7 separate regions of the Mus musculus genome follow, and all the other regions are linked to region 4. The links are chromatin contacts, called in public promoter capture Hi-C maps. All regions are on one chromosome and are shown on one strand. Each heading gives the region's core, a stretch centred on a gene start, on an enhancer-like site or on the middle of the called end of the contact. The rest is flanking DNA. Distances are from core to core; before and after follow the strand shown.

Region 1 (2,700 bases), core at 36-2,535, 2.2 Mb before region 4:
CATGAAAAGAAATGAGGAAGGAAAAACCAGTTTAGTTTCCTAAGCAAATCTTTCTTGAGGTGGCTGCTGTAGAGGCAGCATTTGATTCACTCCAATAGGCCATCCTGTCTGCTCTGAGCCAGGTACACCTGTGTGGAGTCTAGCTGTTCTCATGCAGCTTAAAGCAGTCTGGAAAAGCAGGGTGGCACACACCTTTAATCCCAGCAGAGGCAGGTGGTTCTATGAGTTTGAAGCCGATTTGGTCTACAGAGGAAGTTCCAGGACAGCCTGGGCTACACAGAAAAACCCTGATTCAAGACAAAACGAATTCAAACTGGATAACCAGCACCATCCTTGTTTGGCCTCTGCTAGCAAAAATTAGAGCCAGGCAGTATGAAGATGTGTGGGTTCCTGTACTTACCCGAAAGTTCTTATTATCTATAAAGGAGGCTAATAAAACTGAAGGGTAGGTCATGGTGTCCAGCCACTTGAGAGGCTGAGGAGGAAGGCTAACAAATTCAGGGGCAGCTTAGGCAATTTAGATCTTCAACATTCAAAAGAGTGGGGATGTAGTTCTATAGAACTCCTGCATACCATGTGCAAAAGGCCTTGGGTTTAATCCTCGGTGCTGGATGAAAGAAAAAAAAATTGTGAGGGTTAAGTGAGAAGTCATAAAACACTTAACCCTTTATAGAAGAAACTCCAGAATCTTCCTGGTTTCTTTGCCACACTGACCACGAATCCATTTCACTGGGAAGAGTTTATATCATTTTTTAGAAAGACATATCAAAGGTGAGAAGGTCAGTACAGGTTTGATAAAAACCTATCAAACTTTTATAGTCACAAGTTTGACTTCCCCTAAATGGTACCCGGAAGCCTCTTCCAGCAGACTTCCCACCAAAAGGTATTTATAGCAATAAAAGTGATTGAAATTGAAACGTTTGGTACAGCGTCCATTATTAAAACGCTGCTCAAGAATGTGCCCCTAGTGGTACAGCTATGGTAAGTCCCACCATTCATACAGGTGTTCTTCCTTACTCTGGCGCTGATGCTGCCAGGGTAGGATCATGTTACATCGGCCTGTGGCTTCTCAGCTGAGACAGCGTGGGCTGCAGGCTGTTGCACCGATTCGTCGTCTCAGGAAAAGCACAGCCAGCCCGAGATGCACGCACTCTCCCCTGGAGCCTCTTAAGGCTCAAGTCTTTAAGTCCAGCAGTTCAAAAAGTCCCCGTCCTAAAGCTTCCGCTTCTGGCTCCACCCCTACCGTTTCGCGTTGAAGAATTTTGTCCCCCACGCCGAGCTGTTGCCCCGCCCTCGCCGCTGCCATGGCGGCAGCTCCGCCACTCACCAAAGCTGAGTATCTGAAGCGTTACTTGTCTGGGACAGATGCTGGCTTGGAAGGAGGTCCCGAGGCCGGTCGCAAGCGGCGCAAAAAACGGCCGAAGCCTGGAGGCGCTGGCGGCAAGGGGTGAGTGGACTGGTGAGGTGTCGCGCTGCCCGGTGGCGCCCTCGGCCGCAGCTCTTCCTCGTCCTGGCCCGCGCGGTGCTGCCGACCCCGGCCCGAGCTCAGGCCCCGCTCCACTGCCCCGGGGCGGGATTGTAGCTGCCACTGGCAGCTCAGACCTCATCCTCTGAGCAGCGCCTTCCTTGTGTTAAAGGCAGCTAGAACTTAACTCACTTTCTCCCCGCGTTTGTAGCTTACGTCGTTCCATGTACAGATTGAAAGTCGTGTCCAAGAATAGCAAAGCTGATTCAAACCTTTTTCTTTCTCACTTTATTTCTCTCTTTCTCCCTTCCCTTCTCTTTCTTTCCTTCTTCTTTTTCTCTTCCCTCTTCTTTCTTTCTTTCTTTCTTTCTTTCTTTCTTTCTAGATCCAAAAATCTCTTTCTGAGGGTTCCAAAGTGCCAGGAACTGATCTGGAATCAAAGACCCATATCCTATTACTCACATCTACTACTAACAGTAACAACTAAAATGGGAACAGTTCACATCCTGTGCCTGGCCTCTTTCTAAAATAGTTGACCATATAGCTTTCAGAACATTGTAATGGAGCAGACATTTATATTAAACACTATACTTCCAGATTGCAAAGAGATGTGCTGAGACAGAGTTCAGATGAAATGTCCATTAGTAACTTGGCCACTGGAATCTGGAAAGGTTGGGTTAGGATATCCAACATCAACCTACAGAACAAAAGGAAATGTCTGTATTTGTAGGCTTTAGAGCAGCAGCCCTAAGTTTAGCAGCTTACTGAAGGTGCTATTTTGGATAGAAAGTTGAAACTCTGGGGGCTAATTCCATTCTCACACTCCACCCCCAGGTCTACTAAATGCTTATCAGCTTAAAGAGAGTACTAGATAGGATACAAAGTGTGGCTCACCCTCTCTGTGGGGCAGTATCATGGTCTAACAGTATTATTACCGTATGGTCCATTGAACTGGGTCGAATTAGTCCCTCATTTCCACACTTCTCTTCATTAGAGCTTGAGCATGACCTCATTTATAGATGGAATCTTTGTGGTGTTACCAGTTAAGATGAGCCTATATTCAGTTAAGGTGGTGTTGAATTCAGTGTGGCTGATGTCCCTGGAAGAAGGGGCAATGGCATGCAGGGGGAAAGTTTAAGCTTTGGAGCAATACTGATTAGAATTAGAATCCTAGCTGTGCTACTTATAGCCTGAGTGGTCCAGGGCAAGAGATGTTCATCTCAGCCGGGCGTGGT
Region 2 (2,700 bases), core at 186-2,685, 2.2 Mb after region 4:
AATGTGTCTAGAAATCCATACGAAGATAAAACCCACTACCACAGACTTGAAAGAACGGTTTAAAAACATTTTGGGTAGAAGCTAGGCATTGCTAACATTGTAACATTGGGGGTGGGGGGGGATATCTCTGAGCATTGCAGGCCAGCCAGAGTTACACCGTGATCTCAAAAACAATTTAGCTAGCTGCTGACAACGTAGCTAACCAATCATCTCTAATAAATGGGGAGGTGGGAGGGGAGCTGCTTCTTAAAGAGAAAGAGGAAACTACCTACCAGAAGGCTAAGCTTTAGTCTATTCAGCAAAGCCACTCCCTTAGGTAAAATCTGCGTGTTTTAAGACTTACCTCTGCAATTAGATCACCCTCACTGATTTTTTCCCCTTCTTTTTTTTCCCAGCGGGCTATGGTGCCTGCCTGCATTGTAGGGGAAAGGGAAGGTAATGGAACCTGCAGAAAAAGAAGCATACATTTAAACAGGCATACTTAGCCCTCGGCGTGCTTTCATTCCACCCAAGTTCATGCAGAGTATTTACTGAGTCACATTTCAAACTGTTCACTGGAGATACAAAGGGAGATCTAGCACTCCAGAAATTCATGACTTTCAGAGGCAGGTTGATCCTCCAGTCAGTCTAGTGGATCTGAGAAAGCACGTGAGACTTCTCAGACCTTTTGCCCATAGCCGCAGGCTTAGACCTCTTTCAATAGAAAAGATGCCCACTGGGAAGGTCTTGGGCGAGGGACCGTAATAGATCTGGGAGGGAGCTGGCTGTCGGAGGCCTCTCAAGGAGGATTCCCCACGCCAAGGAGCGGGCTCTGAAGGACAACAGGCTCCAGGGTGGGTCACTCACCTTCTGATGCGGAGGGAGGCTGTAAGAGCGGCGGCTGGGCGACCCCAGGAGTTGTCGCAGCAAGCGGTTACGCGGGACAGTGCCGGAGCCGGAGCTCCAGCCGCACAAGGAGCGGACCCCATAGCGGGGGATCCCACTACCGCAACGGACCGCAGCGGGGCCAATCCGCGGGCTCCCGCATGGGGCCCCGGGGCCTTCCTTCAAGGCCGCCCACCGAGCCCTGAACCCATCCCTGGGCACAGCACTCCGCGCCCTCCGCGCACAGACGCGCCACATTACTGCCACCGACCCCCACGCCCCAAAGGCTCCGCCGTCTCCGGAGTGACCTCTCCAAGAGCAGCGCGGCTCTGCCGTCAGCCGCGCACTGCGGTCGCGCAGTGTCGTAAAAGCGGCTGCTTGGACGGGCGACCGGAACGTAGGGTTTCCGTGCCCCTCTGCGGGGGGGACGCGTCGGAGACACCCGAGAGGGACGGGAGGCTGCCGCTTAGGATCTGCGGTGACGAAGGCGCTGCGAGGCAGTGCGGGGGCGGTGCACGTTTGGGAGAAACGGGAAAGGCCCTAGGAGAGGTGTCGCAGAGGATGGGAAGTACGGACCAGGGCCGCTCTAAGGGACCCGAGAGTCGGACCGGCTGCAGCCTGAGGGCAGGGAGGCGGTGCCAAAGGGAACGACCGCCTTTGCTTTAAGAAAAAGCTGGGGAAAAGAGCCCGGGCTGACAGTAATGCAAAGCTTTAGGTCGATGGGTGCGGGCGCACCTTGGAAAGTTGGAGAAAGGAAAGGCCCTCGAGTGACGGGGGATCAGGGGGTGACCCTTGGCTGCAGAGCCCGCCCCGTGCAGGCTGTCCTAGGTCCCTAACCCACCGGAAACGGGAGCAGCAGGGTTTTCAGCCAAATGATGTGAAGGGCAGCCAAGAGAAAGGTACATTTTCACATTTCCAGTTAGTCACAGAAGACTAATTATATTTCCTCTATAAAGATACTTGTTTGTAAAAAGCAGTTTTATTACCCCCAGATTTCCACCGTATCCTCTTAAATAGCGAAAATATTTTAACACACACACATTCCTTTAATTATAGCATTACGGAGACAGAGGCAGGTGGAACCCTAGATTCCAGGACAGCCTGGTTTAATGCTGTTCATTGCCAGGCCAGCTTGGGCTACATACTGAGATTCTTTTTTTTTTTTTTTTTAAAGAAAGGTTTAAGATACAACTTTGCGAAAGTCGTTGTCGTGCTGTCCCGCAGTTCTGTGAATTCAATAGGAAAACAACAACAGAAACCTTTCTTAAACTATGGAGTAACAATGTGGGGTCAAAAGAAAAAAAATGGCAACAGTGAAAAGCTGCCGAACCCAGCCGCGCCAACCTAGGTTGTTTCTCACTACTGCTGCCTACACTGAATCCTACCGCGTCGCTGCAGCTGTGGCTGTGAGGACACCCGTGCCCTTTGTACTGCCATGCCCTCGGTGTCACACGAGGCCAGCCAACACTGCCTGAAACACCTTGGCACAGATTCCCCGTGTATGGTGTGATTCGCACTGGTTTTACTGTACAAAGTGTTCTGCTCTCACGTGAGCATAATGATTTAATTGCAGAAAGACATTTCCCACAGTTATCCCTTCTATATAAACATTATAGTAGTATAATCTTTAGGTTGAATTGTTATGAGTATTTGGATTTTAAAATTGCCGTGGCTGATTTGAATTTCATAGAAAATCAATCAGTGAATTTTGGTTTGAGATTAGGACTAAATTTTCCAGTAAATGTCTCCCTAGATTTTCCTATTCTATGTATATATATAATATATATATATATATATATATATATATATATATATATATATATATATTAAATTATG
Region 3 (2,700 bases), core at 35-2,534, 2.3 Mb after region 4:
TGAGAAATGGAATACTTGGCCTTTTTCCGAGACAGGGTCTCTCTGTGTAGCCCTGGCTGTCCTGGAATTCACTCTGTAGACCAGGCTGGCCTTGAACTTAGAAATTTACCTGCCTCTGCCTCCCAAGTACTGGGACTAAAGGTGTGTGCCACCACAGCTGGCTATACTTGGTTATTGTGGTGGCTGGTTTTCAGTTTTTAGCTAACTACTTCCAGATAGACACGCCCATCTGATCAATGTTAGAGTGCTAGATTGTCTTTTCAAACGTGATTTTGGGAGGAAAGTTGATTTTTCTGAAGGTCACCTGATCAGGATTGTCAAGGACAAAAAGCCCTTACCAAATCAATAAAGTAGCTTCATTTTTTCTCAAATGAATTCAAAGTTTTTCATTTTACATTTTGAGACCTCCTGCTGGCTGTCATTTAGTGGCTTTCTATATTCTATAATATATTTCTATATTCTCAGAATAGGGTCTAGGCTATTAAATGGTTAAAACACTCAATTTGGTCTGGCTTCCTTTTTAACTCTACAGTGTCACCTGCTAGTCCGTCTCCCGGCCAACTGTGTTCAACCAGTCAAACATAACTTTTTTTTTTTTTTAACTATGATTTTATGAACATTGTTCCTTCTGCCTTTTTAATCCTTTTTACCTAACTAAAACGAGCTCCCCTCCCCCAACTAGCTTTCAGCTCAGGCTAACTTCAGGGAATCTATGTCTCCCTTCCCCAGCTTCGTAGGGCTTCCCCTTGTGTATGCTTCATTCATAGTATCCCGAATTCCTTCACTCACGGTGGGTACACACCCCATTCTATTCGAGTTGCCTCTTCTGCTGTGTGCATTTGTCATCTGACAGCAGGCAGGCCACTTCCAGTTCATCCATACACCTAGTTGCTCTCACAGTGCTATGGAACAAGACAGGCGTTCAATGTTACTTCTTGAAAATAGGATATATAAACACCTGGAGATATGTTGAGTGGTTGAGAGAACAGGAGACAGCCATGTCAGGAGATGGTGCAGTTACAGCGTCCTGAGCCTCTGGAATACGCAGGACTCGTCTCACCCCTCAGTTAGTGACAGTTATGCTTCAAGCAAGAATGGCGAAGACGCTCAGGGCCGTCCGTGTTGGGCCGTCCGAGTACTGAAAAGAAAACGAGCCTTTGGAGGCGCACAAAGGTGAAGGGGCAAGGCCAAGAGCTCCATTTTACTTCCCCGCTCGAAGCTCCCGAGCAGTAGCTCCAAATGTTTATCCTGGTAACAAGCTGTTGATGCGTCATCACTTAGTGCCGGGTGGAGTGGGGAGGGGAGGGAGACGAGGCCCACGCGAAGGAAGTGACGTAAGAAATGTGCGCCCCGGAGAGCGCCGGCAGGTAAGCCGGAGGAGACCATGCTTCCCCGGCGCCTCCTGTTGGTCGGGGAGGGGAATTTCTCCTTCGCCGCTTCTCTGATCGACGGCCTGGATCCCAGCGTCAGTGTTACCGCTACCGGCTTCCAGCACCGGGCGGCTCTGGAGGGAGATCCGGTAGCGCTAGAGAACCTAAAGCGCCTGCGCGAACGAGGTAGCAAGTCCCAGCCCGCCCCGAGGGCCCGCCCGGAGCGTAAGGGTGTGGCTCGCGCGGGGAACTCGAGGGCGCCTCCTGGGGGCGCTCAGGCGGATGCGCGTGTGTGCTCAGGTCTGGGCTGGGCTGCATTGTTGGCAACCCAACCATGCATTGAGTGGTGGTGTTTGTCCAGGTTTACAGATCTTAAGACGTCTTTTGGTCTCTATTTCACGCCTTTAAACCTTGCCAGGTGTCGAAGTGCGTTTTGGTGTGGACTGTACCCAGCTGTCACATGCCTTGCCAGCCGACGATAGGGATTTTGATCGAATTTATTTCAACTTCCCGCACTGTGGACGAAAAGCTGGAGTAGCTAAGAACAGGGAACTGCTTGCCAAGTTTTTCCAGAGGTGAGGCAAGACGAGTCCTGGCATAGAAAATGTTTCCAGGTTCCCATAACCAAATCACTGCACACAAACTTTGTCGTTGGGGAAATAAGTTGCTAGAATACACGAGGAAAGAAGATAAAACCCAGAGAAAACCATAATCTTGTCTTAAAGATTTACGTATAACCCTAGATGTTAAAGTATAAATTACAAGGAAAAGGCAAGTTTATTTTTCAAAAATTAGTGTGTGTATGAGTGTGGCGGTCAGAGAACAACTTACAGAAGCGGGTCCTCCTTCCATCGTGTATCCAGGAGATAGAACTTTGGCTACTAGGCTTGGTGGCAAGCACCATTACCCAAATTGTGTGTGTGTGTGTGTGTGTGTTTTTAAATATGGATATGGGTGTTTTGTCGGCATGCATGTCTGTGCAACAGTTGTGTGCCTCCTTAGAGGACATTGGTTCCCCTGGGACTAGAGTACTGATTGGTGTCGCCATCATATGGGTACTGAAAATTGAACTTTTGAACAGCTAGTGCTCTTAACTGCTGAATCTTTCAGCCCACCTCAAAAAGGTTTTAAAAAATGCAAATCGTAAGAGTCAGTATAGCTTGATGACGACAAGATTGGATTTAAGAGTCACATGGCCTAGGTTCAAATCCTAGCTCGCTGCTTACCAGTTAAAACTGTCGTCAGGTGTAGCCCTTACCTGCTTCTCCTCCCACCCCAATCTATAAACTGGCTATTAATAGCAGCTTAAAGTGATTATGAATTTAAAATA
Region 4 (2,700 bases), core at 109-2,608:
CTTTAGATCCCCAATGCCCTTTAAGTGGTATGAATGTATTTACACGGCATCACCTACTTCAGCCAAAATGTTAAGATCAGAGTCAGTTATCAGGCAGGCCATCTCAATAATCTGATCCTTCTCAATATCCAATCCTGTCATCTGTAAAACATAAATAAACAAGCATATAACAAACACATGAAACCACCTTTTGTTTTGTTTTGTTTTTGTTTTATTTTTTTGAGACAGGGTTTCTCTGTGTAGCCCTGGCTGTCCTGGAACTCACTCTGTAGACCAGGCTGGCCTCGAACTCAGAAATCCACCTGCCTCTGCCTCCCAAGTGCTAGGATTAAAGGCGTGCTGCCCAAGTTTACTTGACAGAGATTCCTTTGTGTGGACCCAGCTCACATTCTATGACCAGTAATGGTCTGGGCAGTACTCAGGGTATTAAGTTCTGAGTGCTCAGAGACTGCTAAAGGCACTTCCTGCGGGCGGGCCAGCTACTGTCAAACACATTTGTCCTGGGAACAGACTCAAAATAAGCAGGATGAAAACTTGACTACAGAAAAGTGAGCTCACGAACGTTACCTCTCGGAGGTTTACAATGGTTTCCGAAGTTTTCCCAACAACAACAACAACAAAAAAAGTTAACAAATGAACTCAGTTCGTAAGCAGAAAACTGGAGTTCAAGAGAGGCCTAGGTATGAATGCGTTAAAACTAAAATGGGTAACCTGAATCTTCCAATGGGGCCTCAATTTTCTCTTTTATGGAATGAGGGGTAAGGCTGAGTCATCTCCTGAGTCCTAGCTTAAGCAACCTAGTCTTTTAAGGCTAGGAGGTGGGGACGGAGCAGGGCTCAGAGTCGCTGCCCCAACTCTCACCCACGATCCTCAGAGTCACTAACGCGTAACACAAATTCACTTCTGGGTGGAGGTCGAGGCTAGGGAGAGGGGAGACACATGGACGGCTCCACCCAGATGGAAAGAAACCCCACAGTCCAGGGACAGTCCCAGACCCCGCAAAAACTCTTGACTCGGGGCTCCTGGGGCCGTGCTCACCTGTCGCACCTGACACCCAGATCCCTGCTGCTTCCCGGGACAGGGGAGTCCCTCGGTCCCACGCGCGAATCTGCGCTCGCCTCCCCGCACCCTCCTCGCCCCGGCCGCACTCTCACCTCCAGGTCCACCCAGACCATTCGCTGAGCCATGCTCTCCCCTGCCGCCATGGCTGCGCTACCTTCGCTGACACCTCGCGCCCCGAACTGCCCGCGCCTGCCACCCACGCCCCGCAACAGCCTGGCGCCCAGGGATACGCCTAGCATCACCCGGCACGAGCCGCCACGGCCCCAGCCCCGCCGGCCCAGCGCGCGCAGGCGCCACAGTCGCTAAACGTCGCAAACCCACGGGGAGGTGCCGGGAGAAGACTACAAGCCCCGGCATGCGAGGCGTCGGCTCGCCCTCCACAGCTACTCTCGGCTGCCGAAAGGGCTGATGGGAGTAGGAGTCCTTGGTCCAGCCTCCTGCTCCCCTCCCCCGCCACGTGTTTTCGGATGTTAAGGGACTTGCTAGTATTTCACCGCTAAAGTTTGTCTGTTTCCAGGAGATATCATTCCTGAGTTTTTATTAGTTCTAAGCTGCGAAGTTGAAGAGGCTTTACTTTGAAAAATATGGTTATATGTTTAAGAATTGTTTTAAATCTACCTTTTCCTTACTGCTACCTCCCTCAGTTTTTCTTTTTTTTTTTTTTTTTACCTGCCCCTCCCTTCCGCGTATTGAGTATATTTCTTATTTACTTGGAATCCGAGTGACGTGCTCTTTTGAGCTACAAGGCCAATTCCGCCATCACCGTTTAGGAGTCCTTAAATGGTCTCTTTTCTGAAAGATGACTTCGCACATATCAGGTGTTCCATAAATGTTCCTTTCCCATTATTGGCAGAAGCCTTGTCTCGTTTTCTAGGATGCCAGGACGTGTAGGCTGTGTTTCGGTTGTTAGATCGTATACTATTCTACCTTTTGCAGCCCACTAAAGAGAGTTGGAATAGCTCTGCCTGCTCTGTCCTGCGCTCTGCCTTTGCCGATCGCTCTGGTTTTAATAGACGGGTCCTTAATCTCCCACAATAGATACGGTTTTCATCACCTACGCTCGAAGGGGCCTCTGCGGAGATCTTATATTTTAGCTCAGTAGCAAACGCCTCTGCAAAGGGCAATTTTGTCACAAACGTGCTCAGTCTTGAATCACATACTCTGTGTCTTTTTCTGAAAGCTGTGTTGCCAGTAATTACAGAGCTTGTGGTTGGTGGCATAGTTATTCCTACCCGGTGAGCTGGTTTTGTGAGACAAACATTGTTGCCTAATCAAAGCTTTAAGGATGCTGCAACCTACAAGTGGATTTCAGCTACTCCACCGGTGACCTGCCAAGCTTGGCCAGAGAAACGGAAAAAATCATGGAAACGGGTGTCAAATTACATGTTCAATTTTACTGCAGAATGGGTATGTATATTATAACGGCATTACCTAGTAGAACATACTGTTAAGTTTGTAATCATTTGTGGCCCTACTCATAGGAAGGAGAACTCTATTGTAGCATTGAAACTTTTTTTTTAAGACAAAGAGACACACTACAGAACCCAAGCTGGCCTGGAATTCTGCCTCCCAAGTACTAGGATTAAAAGTGTGCAACACCACACCTGGCTATATAGGAATTTGAATCCGCTGGGCTTA
Region 5 (2,700 bases), core at 153-2,652, 2.5 Mb before region 4:
TAGCCACCAGGGAACTGATTCAAGGCAGTTGTGGGATGACCCCTCTGTCCCATCCTAGACCCAGCCATTACTTATGTCACATGGGGGGAATCAGAACATTGGGGAAAGACCTGTGGTCAGAAAGGGTAAGCATGTATTTCCTTTCTCACATACCCAGTGACCTGGATGTCACTTTTTGATACTGCACAGAGATGTGACAATACTCCTGTGCCATGGAGGGAGATACAGGTGTGGGTAGAATAGCACTGGATACATGAGATACAATTATATAGAGGAATGCACACAGCCTTCTTCCTTCCTTTTCTAACGGACCAAAGGCTATCTCTCCTTTACAGCCCAATTTCCTATCCCCACCAGAGGCAGATAAATCAATCTACTTAATAAGGAAGGAGGAGGGGGAGAGGCTCAGTTACAGCCCAGGATGTGGAATGTCAGATAACAGGAGGGAAGAAAGAGGGATATGAGTTTTATTGCAGGGGTTATTAATTTGATCACTCTTAATGTCCTTGGAGAGTCATTAGTAGGGATGGAATTTATATTAGTTACTCGTTTTGCTTAACGGATTGCTCATCTTTAAGCATGACGTGGCCCTGAATGCAACACACTTCACCAGTACTAACCCAGCAACAGAAAACGAGTGAAGAGATTCTGACCAACTGGCTGGAGAATTGTTCCGAGTCAGGGGTGGCAGGAAGGAAAATGACGGTCCTTTTCTGGCCCTCACCCACCCAAAGACTGGAACGCATGTTTGGGATGGGTTCAACATCCTTGAATATGCAAACTCTAATTTCCGCACTCTTCTGTGTTCGATGACTTATTAGATTGATTGTACGAAGTGAGCTGGGCTTTGTAAGAGTTTTTGCTGAACAATTCCCCTGCCTTGCTACCAACTTGGTTACAGTTGCTTAAATACTGTAGCTATTCCTGCCTCTGTGGCCTCCAGGGCTAAAGTGGGACAAGGCTGGTATTTTTGGTGACGAGGAAATCCTTTTAAGGGAGGTTTGGTGATGACTGAACTGGGACACAGGTCGGAGCAGGGATCCCATCAGCGAACCAGGGGCCATCGGGAGTCTGGTTCTGGGGTCTCCCCATCTCATATCCCTACCTCGCTAGGCGCGGCGGAAGCTTAGAAGTTGCTGCTGACCCTCGACGTTTTCAATGCCTGTTCCCCAGAGGGGGGCACTAGGGAGCCGGCGCCTCAGGAACAGGGACCCACGCGGGAAGGTCGAGCTCGCCCGGTGAGGTCACGGTTGCCATGGCTTCGGGCAGTGACGCGCGTCCGCACGTGACGCGCGGTTGCCATGGCGTCGGGCGCCCGGCGGCGCGGGAGCCCCGCCTCCCGGAGTGACGTCTGTCGGCAACCCCCCTCTTTCGGCCCCCCCGCGCCCCCTCCCCCCCGGCCGGCTCCCCGCGGCCCCGGAGGTTTCACTGCACAACAAGATGGCGGCGGCGGCGGCGAGCGGAGCTGGCGGGGTTGCCGTGGCCGGAGCAGGGGGAGCCGGGCCGGCCGGCCGCCTGCTGCCTCCGCCCGCCGCGGGGCCCCCGGCAGCCCCCGCCGCAGTGCCCCCGGCCGCCGTCCCGGCGCGTCCCACAGCCCCGGCCTCCCGCGGGTCGATGGCCGCTCGCATCGGCTACTACGAGATCGACCGCACCATCGGCAAGGGCAACTTCGCTGTGGTCAAGCGGGCCACGCACCTCGTCACCAAGGCCAAGGTAGTGGCGCTGGGGACCGCGCGGCTGCGGGCTGCGCTGCCCGGGGGGCGTTGCAGCAGGGCGGTGGGGCCAGGGGAGTCCGCGATTCCCCGGGGCTCGGGTCAGGGTCAGCAGTGGGGACCGGTGCTGGCGGGAGAAGGCAGGGACCTCAGAGCGGAGGGGTTCCGGAAGGGGGGGCTCCGGGAACTTAGCAGCTGGACATCGGAGAGGTCCCCAGGGCTGTGCGCAGGGTCGGGGGGGGGGGGTGACTGGAAAGGAGGCGTTGGAACTCTCTGGGGGCCGGCGGACTGCACGCCAGGAAGACTCCGGAACCAGCAATTAGGAAACCATCAGAACGAGGGCAGGGGCATATGAAATGTGGACCACAGGATGGGGGAGACGCGCAAACTGGCTGCCTCAGGCTTCCCAGGACGGCTGGGGCATGGGGCTGAGGGTGTGCGGTGGGGTGCAAGACACCGGGAAGAGAAGGACCTGGCACCTATACCAGAGAAAGGAATCCACGTTTGATTATTTAAGACGGGGAGATGGTGTCAGTTGTAAGCCTGAGGAAGTATACTTGATTATGGGAAGAGTCAGTGAAGAAAGCAGGGAAATAAGGGGGAAAAAAATGGAATGGACCCATGACCAGATGTCCCAAGGCTCAGGGTTCCTGGTGACACTAGCTAACCAAGGGTTAAACAATTTAGGATAAGATGGTTTGCTGGTTATTTTTAGTTGTCAGAGGGTCTGAAATGGTGGGCTTTTTAGAACTCGGGGTGGGCTTTTCAGTAGGGAAGGGAACCGTGGGATTGGCACGACAGAATTCCACTCATTTGGGCCCTTTGGTTCCCAAGGGATTTGAGGAGCTGTAGTAGTGAAACTGGCCAAGGTCAGTTAGGAAACCATGTATGTATACGCATGTAGTATATTTTTTAAAGGACTCAGAGGGTAGCACTTTTACCTATCTTTCTTCATTGAGAGTATCAAGGAAAATCATTCAGTTTTGAT
Region 6 (2,700 bases), core at 118-2,617, 2.6 Mb before region 4:
CCATTTATTAAAGTTGACCTTTTTGGCCAAGATTCAATAATATGTTTAAATCCCTTTTGGCTGTTGCAGTCAAAGCATTCTCTATTAATTTAAGTGATAGGGTTTATGTGAGGTGTTTCCAAGAACAAGTCACCCCGGACCATCTCTGTGGGGTGTCTTTTAGCCTGACAGTATTCCTTTCCTACAGATGGGAATGTCTGGTATCTGCCAACGCCCCACTAACAAGTTACCATTGAGTCACAGGCTACTACTCAGTTACTCCAGGAGAAAAGGGAGATGTTGAAAAACATGGTAACTCAAGTAAGGGAACCCAAGAAGACGGTTTTTTACATTTTTATTTTTAAGAGCATCTTTTTTGCTGCAAAATAAACTCGGCCTTCTATGGTAACAAGAAAAACTAGGTGGTAAAAGTAGGATTAGTTCCCATTCCTGCTTTTATTTTGACAGCATCCCATGAATAGAATATCTCTGAACCCAGAAGAATGCACAAGAGCAGATACCGAGTCGGGCTGAATCAATAGTCACAGCTCAGTGCCTCAGTTTCCTCTCATAATAAAAAGCTCCTAGGTGAAAATGGGCCCTGAAACGCCATTATTGCATCTCGGATGCAATCAGTCTGCCTACAATAGGGTCGAGATCATTGCCTCCAACAGGGAACAAGGTCTGGGTCACCGATGCCCAGTAAACGAAAACCTTAGGGCAAGGGTCATACGTGAAACTCCGCAGCTAGAGCCCCAAACGAGAGGGATGGGGGGTGGGGTCGCACATCTGGCTCAAGAGCCCAGTGTGCCCAAGGGAATCCCGCAAGGCAGTGATGGTCACCAGTCAGGCGGCGACGCAGAAGGGGACAATGGGGGGAAGCTGCGCCGGGTGGTCACCGCCACTCTTCACAGGGAGCTGCCGCTACGCTGGCCCTTGGCACTGGCCAGCGCCACCTCCACCCCTTCCCCTCCGTCCTCACCGGCCGCCAGCTCCCGTCCCACTCCCAGGCCGGGCTCCCGCCCCTGTCCCCGCCGCCCCCTCCCCGCCGCCCCCTCCTCCTCCGCCGCGCCCCCCTAGTCCCGCCGTCCCGACCCGCGCGCGCCGCCCCGCACACACCTCCCGCGCCGCGCCCCCGGGGAGCCAAGCGGGGGGGAGGGAAGGGACGCACCTGAGCGGGCGGAGCGGGGGAGGGGGCGGCCAAGCCTGGGGGAGGGGTCGAGCGCTGGCCCGCGCGCGGCACCTCCCACTTCCGGCGGCGCGAGCGCAAGGGGGCGAGGCCGGGGCGGCGAGAGGAGCGGAACCCGCGGGGTGAGCGGCCGCCACCGACGGCGCCCTCTGGCGGCAGGCGCGGACAGCGACCGGACAACGGAGCCGCTGAGGGGACCAGCCCTGAGACCCAAGCGGAGCCCGAGGGACACGCGGGCCAGAGAGACGGCGGCCGGATGGAGGCGAGAGCCTCTCTGAGGAGTTTATGGGGAAGAGTCAAGGCTATGGCAGTCCGACGGAGAAGAGCCGCGAGGGGTGTTTAGAGGTCGGAACCGGGATGGTCCTTACAGAGGACGCCATGAAGGACGAGGGCCCTGTGGCGGAGGGGGTCCTGTGGCGGAGGACACGAGGATTCGAGGCGCCGGAACTCCCACAGCCCTCACGGGCCTGTGACAGAAGCTGTCGGCGGAGCGCCCGGAGCTCGGCCCGCTGGTCAAGAGGCCGCAGGCCCAGCCGCTGATTGGCTGCGGCGCCGGGCGGAAGTGATGTCGCTGTCAGTGGCGCCTCCGGCTCCGGGGAAGCCGAGAGTTTCCGTAGGGTGGGGGCTGCGGCGGCAGCAGCAGCAGCGACAGTAGCAACAGAGGCTGTGGGTGAGTCGGGAAGAAATGTAGTGGAGGCTGGACCTCGGATATACGGGGGACCATGGACCGGGGCTGGTCGGCGTCTGCGGAGGAGGTCCTTCGCTGAGGGCACCTTGGGTCCTGGCGTGGGCGACCCCAGAGGGACCGGGTCTCCGGGTCGTAGGTTCCGGACAGCATCGGTCCTAAGGAGAGAGAGGCACATTGCACGGAGCAGCTGAGTCCGCGTGGGAGTGGGGGCATCAGAAAACTCACTCTGTACAGACCCTGGTTCCTGTGAGTGGGGAGGCGGGGCTTGAAGGACGGTGGTTTAAGAGCAGAATCTTGAGCAGGAAAGGTGCCCGTCTACCTTAGTTGAGGGTGATGGGAGTCTATTTTCAGAAAGTGCTTAAGATTTCTTGCTCAGAGGTCTGAGAATAAGTGCTGCTGTGCCTCTGGACCACAGGGAGAAAAAAACAAACAAACAAACAAAACAAAACAAAAACAAAACTCGGTTTCTCTTCCAGAAATCTCTGTTGGAACCTACAGAGATTGTAGGAGCCTGCCTGAGTGGATGGCTGCTATCAAACCAGACTTTGGATTTACTTATATGCAGACTAGGGAAGACACCTGGGTATCTTGGGCCAAATTGAAGCAGCCCCAGGGGCAGGAAGAATGTAATAGGAAATATGCCATGGAACTTAAGGACATGGTGGCCCACACCTATAATAACAGCAGTAAAGGGGTGGAAGCAAGAGTTCTCAGCCAACCTTTATTATATAAAGAAAGCTTGTTTAAGCCGGATGTTGGTGGCACACACCTTTGTTATCCCAGCACTCTGGAAGCGGAAGCAGGCTGGCTCTCTTGAGTTCCAGGCCAGCCTGGTATACAGAGG
Region 7 (2,700 bases), core at 163-2,662, 2.5 Mb before region 4:
GTGAGAGAGAGAGAGAGAGAGAGAGAGAGAGAGAACCTAGAAGCTTGCTGAGACTTTTGAATGAGAATGAAAAGATTTAGGATGCTTCCATTAAGGCCTGAGGCTTTTCATTTTGCTTCAGAGAGTTGGCAGAATTATTCTGAAGAGGAAGGCAAGCCTCGTCCAGAATGCCCTGCCCCGGTCTCTGGTGGGCGGCCCCCCAGGATCCAGCCCATCCATAATTTATTATCAAGTGCCCATGCCAACAAATTAATGCACAATGATTCCCTCCCCTGCTCTCCCACAAGGAGGCAACCTTTAAGTCTGAACAATGTGCCCAGAGAAGGAACTGACGGGCAGACACAAGCCTCATCCAAGGGAAAGATAAGCTTGCATTTTTCTCTTTTCCACACCTTTTCCTCTGGCCCATTCTCTCCACTCAACTCAACGCTGTAGAAAATGCAAGTCTAGGACCTGCTCTTAGCGTCTTGGTGCCCTTCCCTTTGTCCATAGCCACGTTCTTCAGAGACGCCAACGCTTTATGGCTTTGGGTTTCCTTAAGATCCGTATATACATGATGAAAGGCAACGTCAGCCTGGGAGCTATGGAAAGGATAACGAGTCACTCTGCCATGAGTAACTCAAACCTGGAGACCACAGGCTCTGACCCGCTAAGTGGACATGGACCACAAGGGCTGGGGAGAGGAAACACACCTCCAAGGAAACTACTCACTGACAGATGTACCTGGCTGGCGGTAGGCCATCGGCCAAGTCACCAACGCCTGGGCCTCGTCGCCGAATGAAGTGGGTGACCCTTAAGGCTAGCCTCTACCAATCCTTTCAGAGCCCTGACACGGGTCTTTGGGAAGTATAAGCGAAGGCAACAGAGAAGTTTCGAATGAGGAGACAATTTTCGACGAGAAGGGCAAAGAGCGTGATCCGTTAAAAAAAAAAAAAAGGCACAACCCAGTCACAGGCTTGGGCCTAGAGGTCCCACCCCGGGGATGGAGGGAAAAGGCGACAGCTGAGGCAGGAGGCCGGGCCAGGGGACCCGCGGGCCGCTCAGCCGCTGGCCAGGGTGGAACCAGGGCGCCGCAGGGCAGCGGCGACGGCGCGGGGCCCCGGAGGCCCTGCAGGGCGACAGCGCGGGGCGCGGCGGGGGAGGGGCGGCGTGGGGGAGGGGAGCCGGGCCTCACAATACCGGCTCGCCCGCGCGTCCCACCCGTCACGACGAGGCCCCGGCTCCGCGGTCCCCACGATGCACTCACACAGGCAGAGGGTCCGTGCGGGGCCCTCAGCGGCTGCGGCGTCGGCGGGTTGCGCTTCAGTCGCTCGCTTGATCCCGACGGCCGCGTTCCGGCGCGCGTCCCCTCCTCGGGCCCCAGCACCAAGCAGCAGCGCCTCCACTTCCGGTCCCCCTGCCACTCGGGCAAATGGCTTCCGGAAGTCCCGCCCCTGGCTGCGGGGCTAGTTGCGGGGCGGGTGCGCCTCACTTTCCCTCGCAGTGCGCGCTCTTTGCTTGGCGCACAGGTCTACCGTCCCTGCCAAGTACTGACTTTGTTCTCTTTCTTTCCCCGACTTGAGCCTCCATCTTTCCTGTAACTGCCTTCCTGTCCTGATAGGATGACGGAAACTATCCGGAGATGGCCTTAGAGACAGTGTAGCTTGACCTCTCGCTGACGCTACTCCCTTCTTAGCCACTGATTTCCTCCACCGATGGGATAAACCAGATTGCAGAGAATGGGGAGAAATAGGCCCGAAGTTAAAAGGGGCAACCCCTACATTTACCAGCAGAATTTCTATGATGATACTCAGAATTGTGTGATAGATACCACTCGGGGAATAACAGAAACCCCAGTCTTTACCTTAGAAATCCATCCAGTTTAGGGGAGTACATAGAGAGTCAATGTAGAGATTAGATGCTAACGGCTGGATAAGTGCAGGACAGATCAGCGCCAAGAGGAGGGGCAAGAGATTGCGTCATCATTAGCAGGGAAACTTGGTGGAGCAGTGCCAGGGCTGGCTCTTTAATGATGGATAGGATTCATTCAAACTCATAATAGTGAATTGCAGAGCATTCCAGGACTCTGAAACTGATTGAGAATGTTCTTGAAACCTGTAAGCCTAAATTATCGAGATAATAAAATAAAATTTCAAATCACTTATGTGCTGCTTGTATTATCTCGAATGCAAAATAAAAATTTCAAGATAATGACTTTGTCACTGCCTCCATAACTCTTCTGCAGATATTCCAGTTACATATGGTACACTAGCAAGATCTCAGTAAGTGCTGTTTTAAGTGTTTTGATCAAGAGAATATCGTAAAGGGTTATTTAAACAGTTTAGTATTAAATACACTGTTAAGAGAAACAACTTGAATTGGTTTCCAATGATAAAGCCCTATGTCTGGGTTGTTTTTGTCAATGACACAAATCAGGGTCATTTGAGGAAGGGAACTTTAAAAATGCCTTCATCCGATTGGCATGTAGGCAGTCTATGAGGGTATTTTCTTGATTAATAATTGATGGGCGTATCCCACTGTGAGTGGTGCCACTTGGCGAAGGTGGCCCTGAGTTGAGTTGTATAAGAGCACACAGTCAGTCAGTAAGAAACGACATTCTATAGCTCCAGTTCCTACCCTGACTTCTCTCTGTGACAGCTGTGATCTGAGAGCTGTAAAGGAAGTAAGTCCTTTCCTCTCCACTTGGCTTTTAGTCATGGT

What was found. Promoter capture Hi-C pulls out the DNA fragments that hold promoters and counts their contacts.
Region 1: a contact with region 4 is called in a promoter capture Hi-C map of pre-B cells, with 3 times the contacts expected there. The contact joins the promoter of Bud13 here to the promoter of Rexo2 in region 4. A contact is called at or near these places in 12 of 39 promoter capture datasets (the 3T3-L1 cell line, 3T3-L1-derived adipocytes, the C10 cell line and 6 more), 6 of 115 datasets of contacts at active chromatin or transcription factors (astrocytes, differentiating embryonic stem cells, embryonic limb bud and 3 more) and 1 of 9 other capture datasets (adipose tissue).
Region 2: a contact with region 4 is called in a promoter capture Hi-C map of pre-B cells. The contact joins the promoter of Dlat here to the promoter of Rexo2 in region 4. A contact is called at or near these places in 3 of 39 promoter capture datasets (erythroid cells, hippocampal neurons and pre-B cells).
Region 3: a promoter capture Hi-C map of erythroid cells shows a contact between it and region 4, with 23 times the contacts expected there. The contact joins the promoter of 1110032A03Rik here to the promoter of Rexo2 in region 4. A contact is called at or near these places in 2 of 39 promoter capture datasets (erythroid cells and pre-B cells), 1 of 484 Hi-C or Micro-C datasets (B cells) and 1 of 9 other capture datasets (adipose tissue).
Region 5: a contact with region 4 is called in a promoter capture Hi-C map of pre-B cells, with 5 times the contacts expected there. The contact joins the promoter of Sik3 here to the promoter of Rexo2 in region 4. A contact is called at or near these places in 3 of 39 promoter capture datasets (the C10 cell line, hippocampal neurons and pre-B cells), 4 of 115 datasets of contacts at active chromatin or transcription factors (astrocytes, extraembryonic endoderm stem cells, large pre-B cells and 1 more) and 1 of 9 other capture datasets (adipose tissue).
Region 6: a promoter capture Hi-C map of pre-B cells shows a contact between it and region 4, with 4 times the contacts expected there. The contact joins the promoter of Pcsk7 here to the promoter of Rexo2 in region 4. A contact is called at or near these places in 5 of 39 promoter capture datasets (the 3T3-L1 cell line, erythroid cells, liver and 1 more) and 1 of 115 datasets of contacts at active chromatin or transcription factors (large pre-B cells).
Region 7: a contact with region 4 is called in a promoter capture Hi-C map of pre-B cells. The contact joins the promoter of Pafah1b2 here to the promoter of Rexo2 in region 4. A contact is called at or near these places in 2 of 39 promoter capture datasets (hippocampal neurons and pre-B cells) and 3 of 115 datasets of contacts at active chromatin or transcription factors (the NIH/3T3 cell line, embryonic stem cells and large pre-B cells).

Annotation. Positions count from the first base shown.
Region 1 is chr9:46,281,727-46,284,426 of GRCm38.p6, forward strand. It overlaps Bud13 (BUD13 homolog), which reads left to right and starts at 1,286. Exons shown (of 10, transcript NM_146000.2): 1 at 1,286-1,447. The coding sequence starts at 1,305. It overlaps Zpr1 (ZPR1 zinc finger), which reads left to right. Exons shown (of 14, transcript NM_011752.2): 14 at 1-917.
Region 2 is chr9:50,658,345-50,661,044 of GRCm38.p6, forward strand. It overlaps Dlat (dihydrolipoamide S-acetyltransferase (E2 component of pyruvate dehydrogenase complex)), which reads right to left and starts at 1,436. Exons shown (of 14, transcript NM_145614.4): 1 at 847-1,436; 2 at 344-445. The coding sequence starts at 1,122.
Region 3 is chr9:50,766,900-50,769,599 of GRCm38.p6, forward strand. It overlaps 1110032A03Rik (RIKEN cDNA 1110032A03 gene), which reads right to left and starts at 1,285. Exons shown (of 4, transcript NM_023483.4): 1 at 959-1,285. The coding sequence starts at 1,000. Fdxacb1 (ferredoxin-fold anticodon binding domain containing 1) reads left to right here and starts at 1,339. Exons shown (of 5, transcript NM_198675.2): 1 at 1,339-1,556; 2 at 1,789-1,945. The coding sequence starts at 1,385.
Region 4 is chr9:48,479,253-48,481,952 of GRCm38.p6, forward strand. Rexo2 (RNA exonuclease 2) reads right to left here and starts at 1,359. Exons shown (of 7, transcript NM_024233.4): 1 at 1,155-1,359; 2 at 58-141. The coding sequence starts at 1,301.
Region 5 is chr9:46,011,418-46,014,117 of GRCm38.p6, forward strand. Sik3 (SIK family kinase 3) reads left to right here and starts at 1,403. Exons shown (of 25, transcript NM_027498.3): 1 at 1,403-1,713. The coding sequence starts at 1,441. It also overlaps a transcript of Pafah1b2 not described here.
Region 6 is chr9:45,905,202-45,907,901 of GRCm38.p6, forward strand. It overlaps Pcsk7 (proprotein convertase subtilisin/kexin type 7), which reads left to right and starts at 1,368. Exons shown (of 17, transcript NM_008794.2): 1 at 1,368-1,838. It overlaps Rnf214 (ring finger protein 214), which reads right to left and starts at 1,710. Exons shown (of 14, transcript NM_178709.5): 1 at 1,151-1,710.
Region 7 is chr9:45,983,459-45,986,158 of GRCm38.p6, forward strand. Pafah1b2 (platelet-activating factor acetylhydrolase, isoform 1b, subunit 2) reads right to left here and starts at 1,413. Exons shown (of 6, transcript NM_008775.3): 1 at 1,247-1,413.